Regions from separate parts of the Neogale vison genome. Here region 2 is linked to region 1. Evidence: chromatin contacts called from public Hi-C data. All regions are on one chromosome and are shown on one strand. Each heading gives the region's core, a stretch centred on a gene start, on an enhancer-like site or on the middle of the called end of the contact. The rest is flanking DNA. Distances are from core to core; before and after follow the strand shown.

Region 1 (4,163 bases), core at 647-3,146:
CACAAGTGTGCGAACAGTGGATGCCCAAAGAAGGCCAGACTCTTGGAGCTGTGATGGCATCACGGCGTCTTTGCCTATTAACCCAGGGTGTTCTTTGATAACCTTCTGCCAGAAACCACTGAGGATTAGGTTTCTTAAACCCATCTGAACAGAATGACTTTGTGAACAAAAAGCGTCAACTCAAAAAGAGAAACGAACCAAAGCGCCAGGCCTGATCCTGCCCTGGGGGAACGGTCACTGGTTGTTCCAAAAGGCGCCACTAAGCCCCTGCTGCACTTGACATCCTGGGATCTAGGTGGCAGCAGGGAGCACTAGGCCTCCAGACCCTGGGAAGGGGAATGTGGCCCACCTAGAGCTCTGCTTGGGGAAGGAGAACTTTTTGGGGAAGTGAAGCTAGAAAAGGATGCCTCTCCCTCCGGTTCCTGCTGCACCTGCTCCCAGGCCCCACTGCCAGAGTCACTGCCTTGGTCACAGCTCTCTGATGCTCAGAACTTCGGAGACTCCCAGCTGTCTTGGACTTGAATCTCCTTCTCCCTCTGGCATCCAGAGCCTCCAAACTCTGGTGCTAACCCATCTGCCAACCTTAGCTCCCTTGTCTCCCAGCTGTGCACACCTAGCCATGCCCGTCTCCCTGCAGATGCCCAACAAGCATCTAGCTTTGCCACCATCCCGGGCCGGTTCATGCCGGCCACTCCCCCGTTTTCCAGGCTCTCATATGTCACTCTGTGAACTCAGCTTTTCTTCACCCCAAATGCCATCTCTCCGACAAGACCTTTTCTTGCCCACCGCTCTGTACATCTAGTCACGAGGAATTTCTCCCTCATCACAACTCTTAAGAGCATCTTTGTGTTTTTGCTAGGACGTATTACTTTCTCCCTTGTATTTGGCTCATTGTGTGCCTCTCAGAGCTTTGCCCTAGACTGTGTCCTCAGGGTGGCTGACATGCAGGGGGTCACCTGTAGATACCGGAGACTGACCAGAGGGAGCAAGTTCACAGTCGCTGGGAGAGCACAGGCTGGTTGAAAGTCCGCCACGTTTGTTCCAGGTGCAGAGCCGGGCTGGCTGACCTGTTCCCTCCTAACTCCAGGGTTTCGTGTATCTATGAGTCTATGAATAGGCAAAGCAAAAGGCCACACTAAGCATCTTTCCTGCTCCTATCCTAATCTCGGGTTCAGGGACATCCCTGAGGGATCAATACTTTAAATCAGCCCTCATGGCATGCTGTGGAAAGGCGCTCCTTCCAGGAGCTGACTAATGCTGACACTCTCTTCTGTTGTTGCTTCCTGGGCTGGCTCGGTTTTTCCTCTGGCTCTGCTGTGTCTCTCAGGCCCTCTGTCCCCCCAGACCCAGGTAACAAGGGTGAAGAGAGTCGCCCTTCTCCTCCGAGAGCTGCCCCAGCAGCCCTTGCCTTCCTGCGGGTGTCTTCCTTTGCGGGGTCTCAGATCCTGCCTTTCTGCACAGAACAGGGCCCAGCCCTGCCCGTTCTGTGATCACAAGGAGGAGGAGACAGACAAGGGTGCAGGGAAGGGAAAGAGGGCAAAGAGTGATCCCTTTACTCAAGATTCCTTCAGGGAAAAGAGAATTTGACTTGAGCCTGCGTTCTGGGTAATTCAGCATCAAACAGCAATGAGGCCTGGGATCTGGCCAAGTCTTTGTTTTGTTTTGTTTTTTTCCTTTCCTCCAATCAGCCCAGGGCGCTGGGGAGTGAAGGCGTGGAGGGGGTGGGGGCCCCCTCACTCGCGGGGGCTGTGAGGGAATGCTGAGCCCGCAGAAGTGGCCCATTGAGAGCCCAGGCTCCCAGCGCAGGGGCGGCTGGCACCCCCGGCCTACCACCACAAGGGCAGCTCTGTCCTGTGGGCCCAGGGCTCCGTCCCAGCCCCACTGGCTCAGAGAGAACAACATTTCCTTATAAGGCCCCGGCCGCCTTGCCAAGGCTGGCCGCTCCGACAGACTGTAGCTTTCCATTCTCCTCGCCCCGGCTCCAGTGCAGGCCTTGAATGTAGCCCTTGTTGGCAGGCCCCTCCCCCCCCCAGGGCCCCCACCCCACCCACTTCCATTCGGGGCCAGGGCCAGCCCCAGCGAACAGGATAAACAGCCCGGAGGCCTCTCCCACGCGCGGCCTGCCTCAGCTCAGGCCTGCTGGAGGCAGCACAGGGTAGCAGAAGGAGCACCAAGACACAGGGCTGGGGTGGTAGGGGGAGCCCCGCAGCTCCCTTCCGGACAGGGGGGTGGCTCAGGCCAAGGTCCTGACTCGGAGGCTGCTTCCTCATCTAGGGAACAGATTCCAAGTGCCACAGGTTCTAGATTCTTTGCATCGCCTTCAAAGCCCTTCCCAGTCAGGTTACCTTTAAGGCTTCACCTCTGCTCCCCTACCCCAGGACCAGCTTTCTGGGACTCCTCCCCTCGCCCCCAGGAGCCATGTCTCCTCAAGCTGCCAGAGCTCAGGGCCCAGGGAACGACCCCCTTCCTCCCTTCCCTGGAGAAATGTGGCCTTTCTTGCTCTCCTCAGCGTTTGCAAGCACCTCTCTTAGAGGCTTGCTGTTTGCCCGTGACAGTGATTTGTTTACGTGCCTTTTCCTTTAGTGGATGGTAAGCTCCTTGAGGCTCAAATGGTCTCTTCTTCCTCTTTAAGTTCCTGAACTCTACGGCCAGGAACGGGGCTGCCTTTGAGGTCTTGTGTAATCGCCTGAATATACAGGGTTGGGCAAACTCAGAAGAGACAAACGATGGATGTGCAAATACTTCATAAACTGTAAAGTGCGGTGCCCCATCCCATACTACCCTCCACCCCACATTTTCCTCTTTATTACCCCGTCACAACCCCTCTTCCTGTCCACCCAGTTCCACATCCTGAGTTCTGTGCTCACTGCAACTCCTCAGGGGCTTAAAATCCCTCTTGAAGACATTACTGGTCTCTCAAGGTCAGTGTCGGAGCTGGAAGGGCCTTTAGAAGTTATCCAATGGTTTCTACACTAGCATCCACGCATGGGTCCCCTGGCCACAAGAATGGATTAAACGAAGGGGCTCTGAGCCCTCGGCCCCACCCCTTTCACCATGTATACATGCTAGGTTCCCACAGCATTCTCAAAAAAAAAAAAAAAAAAAAAAATCCAGTGACTTTAGAAGTTGGAAGTATACTGATTAATCCAATCTCAACACAGCTGAAGAAACTGAGCTCCCTTAAAGAAAAGTGGTGTTCCTGACATCACATGAGTCACACACATAATCTAGACCACACCTGGGGTCCCCAGACTCTGGCCCACCAAAAGCTTCTCCCCTTGCCTAAGTGCCTACTTAGGGCAGACTGATGAAGACAGTAGCTGAAAATCTGGTCAAGCTGAGTCTGGGATGTGTCGATTTCCAAATAAAGAATTTCATTCTGAACCAGAACAAATCTCTCTGAAATGGGGATTTTGCAAATTATCGGGCCAGTGATTTGCAAGCACCGTGCTATTAAGTACTGTAGTGGGACTCTATTCCCCATGATCCTAGGAACAATTTTAAAGTGAAAAATCTTATCCCAGGATGAAATACACTGTTTTCCATCCACACACTCATTTTCTCAGAAATGGTGTCTGTAGAGTGAAGCCCACAGTTGATCATGGACTGTGTTCTAACACCTTTTGACACAAAACCAAATTCAGGATAGAAGGTGGTCTGCCCTGGGCTCATCCAAGAAGATTTAGTCTCTTGAATACTAAGAAACCTGGCTATAATGAGGTTTCTCCTAGAAGATGCCGAAGGTAGACCCTGCCAGAAGCAAGGAATACAGGGGATACGGGGGCCAGAAGACAGGAAACCAAGGTCTGTTCCCAACTGCAAAACCTAGAGCAAGCCAGCTGTCTCGGTAGATCTTACTTTTCTCACTACAAAATGGGAGTAATGATGCCTCCAAGATCATTTCCAAAGGCAGTGAAAATTCGATCAATTAAGATCATGAATACGAAAGTGCTTTATGAATAATCACAGGAAAGCTGTGCACCTAAATAAGGGCCAGTTATTAATAGGCAGAGGTTCTTCCCCTGAGGTGGTTCTTATGGGTAGAAAGGAGAAAACTACTTCCTTTTCCAGGATCCGGTAATGTTTGCTCCATCCCCCAGCTCCCTCACGGCCACTGGCAGCCTCACTATTGCTGATCACTTTCCAGGAAATCAAGAGAGGGG
Region 2 (4,163 bases), core at 737-3,236, 810 kb after region 1:
GGCATTATGCTAGGAATTCCGCACACATTACACCATTCAATTCTCACTTAATTCCAATAAAAGCAACAGTCATATGTACTGAGCGCTTACTCTGTGCCAGGCACTATTTTTAGCCCTCTACACCTCCTAACTCATTTAATTCACATAACACTATAAGATAGGTATGCTTAGTATCCTTGCCTTATACATGAGAAAGTGGAGGCATGTGGAGGTTAAAAAGCTTACCCGAGTTCCATAGCCAGTTTTGGTTTCCAAACTAAGTAGTGACTACAGAGACTACCATTCACATTTGAACCCATTTTCCTCCTTTCCTGGCCCAGCACTGCCAATACCACTTACCATTGACTCTGTGAGGTATAATAATGTCCATTTTGCAGATGAGAAAATGGAGACCCAGAGGGATTAAGCAACCTGCCAATATTGCACAACTGATCAGGGCAGAGCCTCATCCTGCACGTGCAAATTGCAGATTCTGACCAAAGATCTGTGTTGTCAGAGAGACGTGACAATGGCCAGCCTCGGTATATGCACATTTCCTCAGCTATGTGAAAGCTTTATGATTCTTCAACATTTCTGTGTGTCTGCTATGCTAGTGCAGTCAGCTGTACCCTTGTATGTCTGGTTGGATGGGGACCTACAAAGACTCAGATACACTCCTTGCTTCAAAGAGGCAAATAAAAGAATAATTAAAATATCCTTCACATCTATTCCTTCTTTTTTCAGCGTAGTATTTGATGCTCCCAGGTAGACATCTTGAGGGGAACACAGGGAAAGAGCTAGGCCCAGGGGGATCAGCTGAGGTGAGGAGAACGTAAATAGGTCCAGCAGATGAGTGGGATTGGCCTTGTTCTTTGAAGTCTAGAGCAGTGAGGGGTTTGGAGACTTCCGGTCCCAAAGAAGGCAGCTGTTCACACCCAGTTGTCTACTGTGGCTTAGGATGGAGGAAGGGGGCGTGGGAGCCTCTGAGGAGAGAAGGCCAGCAGCCAAGTGGGAGATCACCAGGCTTCTTAGCACAACCTCTCTTTAGGACGAGGTGGATCCCTGCCCCCTGTTGCAGACCACAGTCTGAGAACTAGGCACAGCGCAGCATGCGGGTTGGAGTCCTGGGTTTGGCTCTCAAACTGGCTACTACAAGCAGATGACCGAGAGCAAGTCTCCTCCACCTTCCAAACCCTTGGTAAAATGGTGATGAGACTTTTTGCTGTGCTTGCGTGGCCTGGGTTCCGTGGTGATGTTCATGAGATCATGTGGCATCTGAGCGCTGGGTGCATGTGAGATGCTGAGGAGGAAGAAAAGGCTGCATTTTGCCTCCTCTGGAGTTCCTCATGACAGGATTATGCTGATGGAGGGCACATCAGATTGACTCACACATAACCGACAGGAAAATGGGCATAGTTTTCACTTCACCCAGTTTCCAGGCCCGGAACTTAAACCTCCCAATGAGAATCAGCTAGCATTAGCAAGTTTTCCTGGTGGCAGTGGCGGGATGGGGGGCGGGGAAGAGGGGAAGCTGAGGCAGGATAGGGAAGGGGATGATCCTATGCCAAAGATCCATGCCTGGAAATGAATGTTACTGAAGTGAAATCTGCTTCAGGTTCCCACTTGGTAAGGCAAATAGCTCACACTGACTCACCATGCGCCCCAGGATGTGTGCATGGGGCGGGGGGCGGGGCACATCCCTGCTTCTGTCCCAGCCTCAATTTCTCCATCTGTAAAACAAGATACTACTTCCCAACAGCTTGAAAAGGCGTGGGGGTTCTTCTCACCCACGGGGAGATTTGTAAAGATGGGAGGAAAGAGATGGGAAACTCCAGCCTCTCACCGTCCGGATCCCCAGATCCAGGACTCTTAAAACCAATAGTGGAATCCACCTCTGGGCAGTGGAAGGAGAGAACTAGAGGATTCCTGTCGTCCGTGAGTGTGCTCGCGGGACAGAGGGCTTTTAAATGAATCACTTTGTATCTAGCAGGGCAGCACCTGCTCCTCAGCCTCCAAAGGCAGCACGAGCAACGCGATCATTCACAAGCTGCCGCTTTCCATTCACGTCTATAATTAGCGCGCGGGCTGCAGCAGCTCTGGAACTGCGGGAAGGGCTTTGGGGCGGGGCCTATCCCGTAGCTCCTCCCCCTCCCCGATCCCCCTCCCCCGTTCTCCCCGCCCACCCGGAGGCTCTGGCAGGCCCCCCGCCCCCCAGGGTGAGCTCGCCGCAGGATTCCTTCAGTTCTTTCCCGGACCCTAAGGCCTCCGTGCCCTCCCTTGGGGATCACTCTAGTGCAGTAATAGGCACCTTGGCCCTCCATCTCTAGGAGGGCAGCTATATTTAGGGTGGCATCCCCTTACCCCTCCCTCGCCCCTCCGGCCGCTCAGCCCGCCCGCTCCCGCTGCCCCTCCCAGCCACCTCTCCCTCTTTGTCGCATTACATAGTAATCTGAGATGCATTGGATGAGCTCCAGGGAACAGAATGTACTTGGCAGAGACGCGGGGCTTGATGTCTGCAAAATGTCGGAAACGCAGCCAAGAGCTGCTAACTGGGTCATTAACCTCCAAAAGCTAAGCGAGGATTGTAGGCCCGCTCTGCCTCCCTTCATCTCGCCAATAAAAGTGCCTCAGTGTGAGGGGAAGAAAAAGCCCAAGGTTGGCTGCTTTGATTTCTAGGCACCAAAGGCAGGCCCGGCCCCTCCTCCTGGCCCGGGCCCTCGGCCGCCCCTGCTGCTTGGTCCCTGTATACATGGGGCAGGCCCAGCAACACGCCTGCAGCCCTTCCTTACCGCACAGCCTCGGCCTGACTTTCTTGGATCCGGAAGGAAAAAGGAGAGTGAGAAGGTTCTAGGCCCATCTCAGGTCCCCGCAACTAGATGGAAGGGTTTTGCCAAGCTTCTACTGTAATTCTCTCCCTTCTAACTTCTTCCTTCCCTCCCACTGGCTCTGCCTTCTATGCCTCCTTCCCCTCTGGTTTTGCTCCCTTGTCCCCCTTCTGAGAGCAGGCTGTGGGGTTGGTGCTTGCCTACATGGCCTGGCTCCAGTAGAGGCCCTCCTTCACTTGCTCTGTGACCTTGGATGAGTCACCCATGTGTCTGCACCCTAATTCCTTTATATGCCACTCGTTCACAGTAATAACACCTTCCTGACCTATCTCACAAAATGTGGGGCCCACATTGGAAAGTCTCTTACCAACTGCAGAGCTCTGCTCTGTGTCACAGATACTCTCCCGGACTACCTTGACTTCTATCCTTCAGAAAGCCCCAAGTTCCAGACTTCCTCTGGACTTGAGTGTGCTCTCCTGGAAATTAGGAATGTAAAGTGGTCTCACCAGGAACTTCAAAAGTTTGAATATTTACCAGGGGATAGCCCCTAAATTCTACCCCCCCAAGCTGTCTAGCTCTCAGGATTGCCAAACAGACACTTCCCCCCAAATGTCCAAAACCACTTCTCTAGCAGCTGGATGGAGAGAGAAAGTGCTTGGTACTGAAACTAGAAAAGGTCCCACAGTTCCTCAAATGATCAGACTGCCTCACTTGTTGGAGGGAGGATAGTCGGCCTGGAGAGACCAGCAGTAGCTTATGCGATGTGTCTGGACGGCCGGGTAGTCTCAACTGATGTCCGAGACCGTGGGCACTGATACATGCCACCCCGCTTATGCTCCCTGGTGATATCCACAAAACTAGAACCAAGTCTAACAGGGCCTCCACGCCCTTTCTGCCTCATCCCTCCCTGGTCTTACTATATCTCCCTCTGCAGCCACAACAGATCTACTCTGCTCCTCACCACGCTTCCCAGAGGCCCCTGGTCCCCTGCCCTCTCCACCCAACTGCATTGGCTCAGGCTTCCTTTTTTTTTTTTTTTTTTTTTTCAAATACCTGGAAGGCTTTTTGGCTTCTCATTGCCACACATTCAAATCTTTTGCATCCCTCAAAACCAATTCTCATCTCTAGAGGTGTTGTGTTCTCTTTCTCCTTCAACTCTTCTTGGGGTCTTCCATAAGGTCTCAGTATAAGCAGCTAGCTCTGGGTCATGGCATTGATGTGATTATTGTATCCTTCTTCAGGAGGGGAGATTTCTCCATGGATAGGGATCCTTTCTTGTTGACCTCAACTCTGAAGGTTTACGCACCCATATACCCTGCTTCATCTTCCGAGTTAATGGCTATTTTGCTGGAATCATTC

The links. Hi-C and Micro-C count contacts between places; a contact is called where the count stands out from the background.
Region 2: a Hi-C map of muscle shows a contact between it and region 1, with 14 times the contacts expected there. The contact joins two enhancer-like sites. A contact is called at or near these places in 2 of 3 Hi-C or Micro-C datasets (fibroblasts and muscle).

What each region holds. Positions count from the first base shown.
Region 1 is chr6:110,431,020-110,435,182 of ASM_NN_V1, forward strand. No RefSeq gene overlaps it. Among named protein-coding and RNA genes, the nearest start is that of BCL6, 270 kb to the left of the region's middle. Within about 2 kb of position 1,897, the one cell type or tissue checked has open chromatin away from gene starts, as enhancers often do. A contact at or near this core is called in fibroblasts, where this site is marked.
Region 2 is chr6:111,244,990-111,249,152 of ASM_NN_V1, forward strand. No RefSeq gene overlaps it. Among named protein-coding and RNA genes, the nearest start is that of TPRG1, 210 kb to the right of the region's middle. Within about 2 kb of position 1,987, the one cell type or tissue checked has open chromatin away from gene starts, as enhancers often do. A contact at or near this core is called in fibroblasts, where this site is marked.